Regions from separate parts of the Sus scrofa genome. Here region 2 is linked to region 1. Evidence: chromatin contacts called from public Hi-C data. All regions are on one chromosome and are shown on one strand. The core of a region is the stretch at or near the end of the contact, and the rest is flanking DNA. Distances in the headings are between cores, read along the strand shown. Region 1 holds the start of CAP1 (adenylyl cyclase-associated protein 1). Region 2 holds the start of ZMPSTE24 (CAAX prenyl protease 1 homolog).

Evidence for each region. A called contact is a pair of places that touch in the nucleus more often than the background predicts.
Region 2: a contact with region 1 is called in a Hi-C map of liver, with 2.9 times the contacts expected there. The contact joins the promoter of ZMPSTE24 here to the promoter of CAP1 in region 1. A contact is called at or near these places in 4 of 47 Hi-C or Micro-C datasets (epiblast stem cells, heart right ventricle, liver and 1 more) and 2 of 2 datasets of contacts at active chromatin or transcription factors (alveolar macrophages and skeletal muscle).

Annotation. Positions count from the first base shown.
Region 1 is chr6:95,808,862-95,812,848 of Sscrofa11.1, reverse strand. CAP1 (adenylyl cyclase-associated protein 1) reads right to left here and starts at 1,364. Exons shown (of 13, transcript XM_021095997.1): 1 at 590-1,364.
Region 2 is chr6:96,006,746-96,010,528 of Sscrofa11.1, reverse strand. It overlaps ZMPSTE24 (CAAX prenyl protease 1 homolog), which reads right to left and starts at 2,222. Exons shown (of 10, transcript XM_021096012.1): 1 at 1,863-2,222. The coding sequence starts at 1,985.

The DNA.
Region 1 (3,987 bases), core at 115-2,614:
CCCAGGCAATCCAAACAGGCTGCACGCATCGGAGAACCTTTAACCTGCAATAGCCCACGAGACGACACCTCCTGGAAGACCACTCCAAGGTAGAGAGAGAAGGTCCTGGGAAATGAACGCGGGAAGGATCTGAGGCTGATAATCTAAAAAACTATGGTCTAGATTCCGATTGTTTCCCTCACTCGCTGTAAGATCTTAGACCAGCCCGTCTCTCCGGGGATCGATTTACCCATCCGAGCAATGGGGCAAGACCAGGGATAAGGAAGACTAAAAAGATCTCAGAGGTTCCTTTCAGTCAGGACGAGCACCTCAGAAACCAGGCCTCCGCTGAAGCTGATGGTCAGAACTGCGAGGTCCAGCGGAGGGGGCCTCCCCAGGAGAGCCTAGCTCAGTTGGTCACCCCGGCCTCACCTCAAGAGACCGCGCCCAGGCTCCAGGTCGGCCTGAGGGCCTCGCCGCGGAGCCCCTCAGGAGGGCTCACCGCACGCGCCTAGGCCAGAAAAACCATTAACAAAGCCAGGGGCCAGTGGGCCTCGGAGGGGACCCCAGTCCCTACATGGACGCGCACACTCACCTCAGAGTTCCTCACCTCGGGACTGCGATCAGCCGCTCTCCACTTCCGGCAAGAACCGCCCAGCAATCTTCGCGCGACCCACTTCCGGGCCCTCACTGGGCGCGGCACCCCCACCGGAAATGAACGGCCGGCTGAAACGCCTGGCCAGAGGAGGGACGGGGAGGATGTCTGGCCGCCCCGTTCGTGACTCCGCCCCCTATCCGCCACGCCTAAGAGAGAGAATCCCCTCTAGGCAGGAAAAAAGCCCCGCCCCATTGAGGGAGGGGCAGGCCGGCGTACTTAAGGCTAAGCCACGCCCCTCTATCAACCGTAGAAGCCGGAAGCGCCAGGGCCAATGAAGGACCGAAATTACTGGCTAAACTCCACCCCCGGAGAAGGAGGACTAATGAGTGGCTAATTCTCCCATCAGTTTGGCTTCAATGGCAAAGGCCGGGCCCTTTTCGCAGTATTCCGAAAGGGGTCTAGGGACTAGAGGGGACGATTCTCTGAGGGCGGCTATTCTGGGTGGCCGTCCATTCTCCGTGGGGATGAAAGCTAAACCCCGCCTCCCTCTGGGCGTGCAGACCTCGATTTCCCCGTTTGTGACGTGAGGAGGCCATTGATCTGGACGTTGTGCCTGGAGGACCTCCGGGGGCTGGGTGTGGGGAGGGGGTCTGCGAGGGCGCTCTGGCCCAGCCCGGGGTTTCTGGGCGTGCCGCCGCCGCCCTGCTCTTTCTGCCCTCGGCTGGGAAGGTGGAAGCTTGCCCCACTTCCTGTTTGTTCGGTGCGCTCTGTGACCATAGATGGTCAGGTCTGGTGCCGCGCAGCAGCCTCCGCCCCGCGGTTTGGGAGTCCTACTTCTCGGTGCGAAGGGTGTGGTCCGCAAGATTAAGATGAGCGAAATTAGAAGAGATCCTGCCCTAGTCGGATGCCGCTCAGTCGGGGGGACGTTCCGCACTGCGGCCGCTGCACGCAGGGAAGACTTCGCTTCCGTGCCCCTCAGGCCTGGAGATCAGAGCTTTGTTCCCTCAAGGCTCACACTTTCCAACCAGTGATTATCCTCCCACAAAGATTTATTTCCAGAAAAAAATTGGCAAGTGCTACAGGTTCCACCCGTTCAGCTGAACGCCTCTGTCAGTTCCAATCCTCAAATTGAATGCAGGCGTTATATAGAGTCACTCATTCAATAAATACAGTTCTTGTAATAACAGTTACCATTTACTGCGCGCTGACTATATGCCAGGGCTATGCTGAATGCTTGTGCATTTTCATTTAATTCTAATAGGAACTCTCTGTGGTAGGTACCATTATGGCTTCTAATTTTTAAATGGAGTTGAATTACTTGCCAAGTTCACAAAGTAACTGTCAGAATTTTGAAGGGAACATATCTATCTGACTAAATCCCGGAGCTTAAACCTTATGCTAGACCATTCTGGAATCGTCTGCAGCAATTTGGAGGCAGTCATGCATTTGGGTAGAGAGACATTCTGAGTTCCAGTCCTGGCTTTGGCACCTTAATAGGGGGCAGACTTTGGTCCAGTTACCTGACTTTTCTGAACCTGGGCCTCTTCTAAATGTAATGACTCCCAGGATGTTTAAAAGCAAGTGACCATATGACAAAATGTGGTATACAAACTGTAGCATTTTAAAAATATTTAGATTTAACAAAAACATCACTCTCTCTCACACACACACTCACCTGCACAGAAACTCTACTCAGCCATAATACGAAAAAGTTCTATTTGGTGCTTCATATATGTGAAGCCCAGGGCAAATAGCCTCCTGGCCGTCATTGCAATCAGCTCTACATTTAGTCCTTCCAAATCTTTTTTTGGGTTAGAGACGAGAAATACCTAGACTATACGTGCAATGTAGAGGAAGGGGAGAAAAAGAAGGAAACTGAAAAGGGAAGGAAGAGAAAGGGAGTTCCCGTCGTGGCGCAGTGGTTAACGAATCCGACTAGGAACCATGAAGGTTTCGGGTTCGATCCCTGCACTTGCTCAGTGGGTTAACGATCCGGCGTTGCTGTGAGCTGTGGTGTAGGTTGCAGAGGCTCGGATCCCGCGTTGCTGTGGCTCCGGCGTAGGCTGGCAGCTACAGCTCCGATTGGACCCCTAGCCTGGGAACCTCCATATGCCGCAGGAGCGGCCCAAAGAAATAGCAAAAAAGAAAAAAAAAAGAGAGAGAAGGAAGAAAATTTCCCCATCTATAAATTGGGGCAGTTTCCATCGTGGTGCAGCGGAAAGGAATCCGACTAGGAACCATGAGGTCGTGGGTTCAATCCCTGGCCTCACTCAGCGGGACTCAGCGGGTTAAGGATCTGGCATTGCCTTGAGCTGTGGTCTAAGTCGCAGACTCGGCTCAGATCTCCCATTGCTGTGGCTGTGGTGTAGGCTGGTGGTTACAGCTCTAATTCAACCCCTAGCCTGGGAACCTCCATATGCCACAGGTGCAGCCCTAAAAAGCAAAATAAATAAATAAATAAATAAATAAATTGGTGATAATTAATGGGATTATAATGAGAAACAAACAATAATGCGTGTGAAACCATTTAATAAAGTGATTCTTTATAAAGAGTGCACACATGTCATAGCACCGAAACTTCTAAACTTTTAAGGGACCTGAACACATGCACTTATAACTCCACTGGGAGGGAATTTATTTATTCTTTTTTTTTTCTTTTTATGGACAAAACTGTGGCATATGGAATTTCCCAGCTTAGGGGTCAGATCAGCTGTAGCTGCCGGTCTACACCACAGCCACAGCAACGTGAGATCCAAATCATGTCTGTGATCTACACCACAGCTCACGGCAATGCTGGATCCCTAAGCCACTGAGCAAGGCCAAGTATCGAACCAGTGTCCTCATGCATACTAGTCAGTTTCTTTACTGCCGAGCCACAACACAAACTCCTTTATTCATTTATTTATACACTGGAAAAAACCCGAGTTCTTCTGTACTAAGCACCATGTTACTTTGTACCAGGCCCATCTAGTGGTACAGCAGTGGACAAGTCAGATCCTGTCACTGCCCTCATGGAACTTATTATAATCTATTGTGGAAACAGGTATTGCAATCTGGGGAGGTCATCATCAGAAGATGTGCTGACTTTTGGCTTCTAGTTTTTTTCCTCCCCTCTGACCTTGCTCAGTGCCCGGCACTCAGTGCCTCATCCACGGTGGGCTCTCATCAAGCCCGTGTTCAGTGAGACCCTTGAGTTCAGAACAGCCATTTCCTGGGTTGAGATGGATGGATAGAACTTTGTAGAGCAAACATGAGCAAACAGTAGTGGAGATGGGAATCTGTGCCTGGATGAGGTGAGAGGTTCCTGCAGCAGAGGAAAGGGGGATAAGGGTGAAAAAAAGAGGCCAAGCAAGGCAGGAGAGGTAAAACCCTAATGTGAAAGCAAGAAGGAGCTGGTCAAATCACATTTA
Region 2 (3,783 bases), core at 973-3,472, 200 kb before region 1:
AATTAAAGTAGGATAGACAAGTATTCAGTACCTCATCCTCAATTTGGACATCATATACTGTGTCTAGCCCTTCTCTAGACTTACAAGATTCTGTACTAAAGAAGCTATCCTAAGAATTAGTTAGGGAACATAGTGCTATACAGCTTAACACCTCTATGAATATCCCTAGACTACAAAAAGAGCTTTATATATAATCCAGGCTTTGACAGACAGAGAAACATTAAAATTTTTAAAGAGTCATAAAGAATGTAAACTGAGAAAAGAAACTGTAGAGAAAAAAGACTGTAATATTCAAGAAAAAGGTTTCAGGAGTTCCCGTCGTGGCACAGTGGTTAACGAACCTGACTAGGAACCATGAGGTTGCAGATTCGATCCCTGGCCTTGCTCAGTGGGTTAAGGATCCGGCGTTGCCGTGAGCTGTGGTGTAGGCTGCAGACGCGGCTTGGATCACGCGTTACTGTGGCTCTGGCGTAGGCCGGTGGCTATAGCTCCGATTGGACCCCTAGCCTGGGAACCTCCATATGCCGAGGGAGCGGCCCAAGAAATAGCAAAAAGACAAAGAAAAAAAAAAAAAAAAAAAGGTTATCCTGGAGTTCCCATCGTGGGGCAGTGGTTAACGAATCCGACTAGGAACCATGAGGTTGCGGGTTCGGTCACTGCCGTGGTTCAGTGGGTTAACGATCCGGCGTTGCCGTGAGCTGTGGTGTAGGTTGCAGACGCGGCTCAGATCCTGCGTTGCTGTGGCTCTGGCGTAGGCCAGTGGCTACAGCTCCAATTCGATCCCTAGCCTGGGAACCTCCATATGCCTCGGGAGCGGCCCAAAGAAATAGCAAAAAGACAAAAAAATAAATAGATAAATAAAAAAGGTTATCCTAACCACTGATGTAATTCAGTGACAGCATGGAACAACGTAGGTAAAGCAAACCAGCCAGTGAAAGACTGCAATAAAGTGGTTACTTAAAATCCATCTCATTTAAAAGTTCAGCTCTCGAAGTCCCCGTTGTGGCTCAGCAAGTTAAGAATCCAACATAGTGTCCCTGAAGATTCGGGTTCCATCCCTGGGCTCGCTCAGTGGGTTAAGGATCCAGTGTTGCCACAAGCTTTGGGTCTCGTATGTGGCTGTGGCATAGGCCTCAGCTGCTGCTTCAATTTTATTCCTGGCCCAGCAACTTCTATATGCCACAGGAGTGGCTGTAAAACCAAAAAAAAATTCAACTCTCTCATCCATCAAACTGTTTATTATATCTTGCCAAGGTACTGTTAAGTAACTTTCACTTTCTACTTTACTGTTTAAACTATTTGAACAAAAACAACAAAGATGCTTTTAAGAAAAACAAGAAAATATTGTTTTTGGAACAATAAGAATATACTTTTTTTTTTTTTTTTTTAAGGAAAGAGTCCTTGGAAGGACTGTGAATTTTTTATTTTCAGGAGTCCTATGGTTGATGTGAACATGACACAAAGGACAAGGAGAAGCTGTAATTCAAAAATTTTTGCATCTTCCTTGTGAAGACTTATGGGTTGCTGCCAAAAATAAAGGAGGTACGTCTAAGGCCAAGAATCCTAAGGAAGCTTTGGGCAGCTACAAGAGCTGAGGCCTGACAAGCCGGCAGCCCTGCCTTGCCTTTCATCAGGCCCTAACCTACCCGGATCCCATGACTACGTTGCGGGAAAAGGTCCTGAGGCACCAGATCCTCTCCAGGCCAACCCCGCCATTGGGCCAGGTTAGGAGGCTCAGTAGGGACCCAGAAGGTCGAAGCTGGTGCTGGGGTCGCAGCAATCATCCAGGTACTTGGGGTCGAGATTGAGGCTGGCCTAGAGCTGACCGGGTGTCGGGTCAGGTGGGCCCTGTCTAGGCTCACCTGCCGCTGTGCTAGGAAGGTCTCCCAAAGATACACTGTCCAGGAGAAGAGCAGCACAGCCCCGAAGATACGCTTCTCGGCGGGCATCTCCCACATAGCGTCCAGCGACGCCCACATCCCCATGGCCACCCGGCTCCGCCGGCTTCTTCAGCGTGCACTGGTGCCACACCGACTCCGGTCCCCTCAAAGCGTCCCCGCAGTGTCACAGCGATATTCGTCCCTTCCGAGCGCCCCTATACCGACACCCGGCCCATCCCACTCCCTTCGCTCAGCCTGCAGTGTTACATGAACACTCTTCCCCATGCTGACGCACCCTGGGGCCGCCCAGGGCCTGGAGGCAAGATAAGCCCCGCCTTTCTGACTTCCGGCCCCAGGAGGGCGGGCGCCCAGACGCGGAGTTCCGGCCTCTGCCCGCCCCTGCGCCCCCTGAGCTGCACCAACTTTCTTCCCGCTCCCGTCCACCTAGGGTCTATGCCGAGGGTTCCGGTTTCCCTCCAGGGCCCGACTGAGATGCTGAGCTCTCGACTTTCTAGCCTCCCGAGTTGCAATTACTTTTCTTCGTTCTAGGGCATGCCCTGCCTGGGTGCAGCCTGTGCCGTGCTTTCCGCGGCCGGGAACATCCCACTGGTATTAGAGGCTAAGCCAGAACGGACAGAGTGGGCCACGGATCCCGCCGTGAGGTAGCTGGGAAGAATCAGAGAAGAGCCGACTTCCCAGGCTCTAGAAATCATTCCTCTGAACTAGTGCTTCTCAGACTGTGGTCTGTACATCCATGGGATATCTTAAAAGACTAAAAGGATAGTTAAGAGCAGTACTAGACGTTATAAGTGCAGTATCTTGGCCTGTATTGGGCTGTTCTGAATTTGGGCATGTTGGTGGTAGTAATGAGAATTTTCCTTTAAAGATCTCAACTCTTCCGTCCCAAGCAAAGTCAGAGGCAGCATTTTGCCTAAGGGAGTGTGCTGTTGGGTAAAGCAAGGATAGCTAGGTTAGAAATACCTGAAGTGAAAGTGTTTTTCTAGAGACAAATTCCTATCAAGGCTCAGTGCCATGTTTGTCTTGGAATTCAGAAATGCAACATGCTCACAGTAATGCCTGTTAACACATTGATTTGACTTGAACGTTTTTCTGATTGAAGATAAGTCTGATTTAGTTAGGTGGTTTGACACAGAGACTGGTGTTAATTTGCATAATTATTATTTACAATAAATTGAGCTAAATCTGCAGCCGCAACTAAGAAATATTTAAAGTAATATTGTAATGCCAAAGATGTGTTGCAGTAAACAACTGCAACCAAATATCTCAAATTTCTCAACTCCTAAATACCTCTTAGTGAGAGTGCCCGGTGTAATTAAAAGTCGTTGGGAGTTCCTGCTGTGGCTCAGGGGATTAAGAACCCAACTAGTATCCATAAAGATGCAGTTTGATCCCTGGCCTTGCTCAGTGGGTTAAGGATCCCAAGTTGTTTCAAGCTACACATGGTCCCAGACCCGGCTTAGATCTGACTTTTCCCTGGCTGTGGTAGGCCAGCAGCTGTAGCTCTGATATGACCCCTAGCCTGGGAACTTCCATATGTGGCTGGTGTGACCCTAAAAAGCTAAAAAAAAAAACAGAGAAAAACAAACAAAAAAACCTTGGGAGTTCCCGTCATGGCTCAACAGAAGTGAATCTGACTAGAATCCATGAGGATGCAGGTTCTATCCCTGGCCTTGCTCAGTGGGTTAGGGATCCAACATTGCTGTGGCTCTGGCGTAGGCCGGCGGCTGCAGATCCGGTTGGACCTCTAGCCTGGGCACCTCCATATGCTGTGGGTGTGGACCTAAAAAGACCCCAAAAAAAAATTTTTTTTAAAAACCTTGATCTTTAATCAGAGTGAAATAATAAGCCGTTGAAAGGTTTTGAGCAGAAGAGTCACGTGATC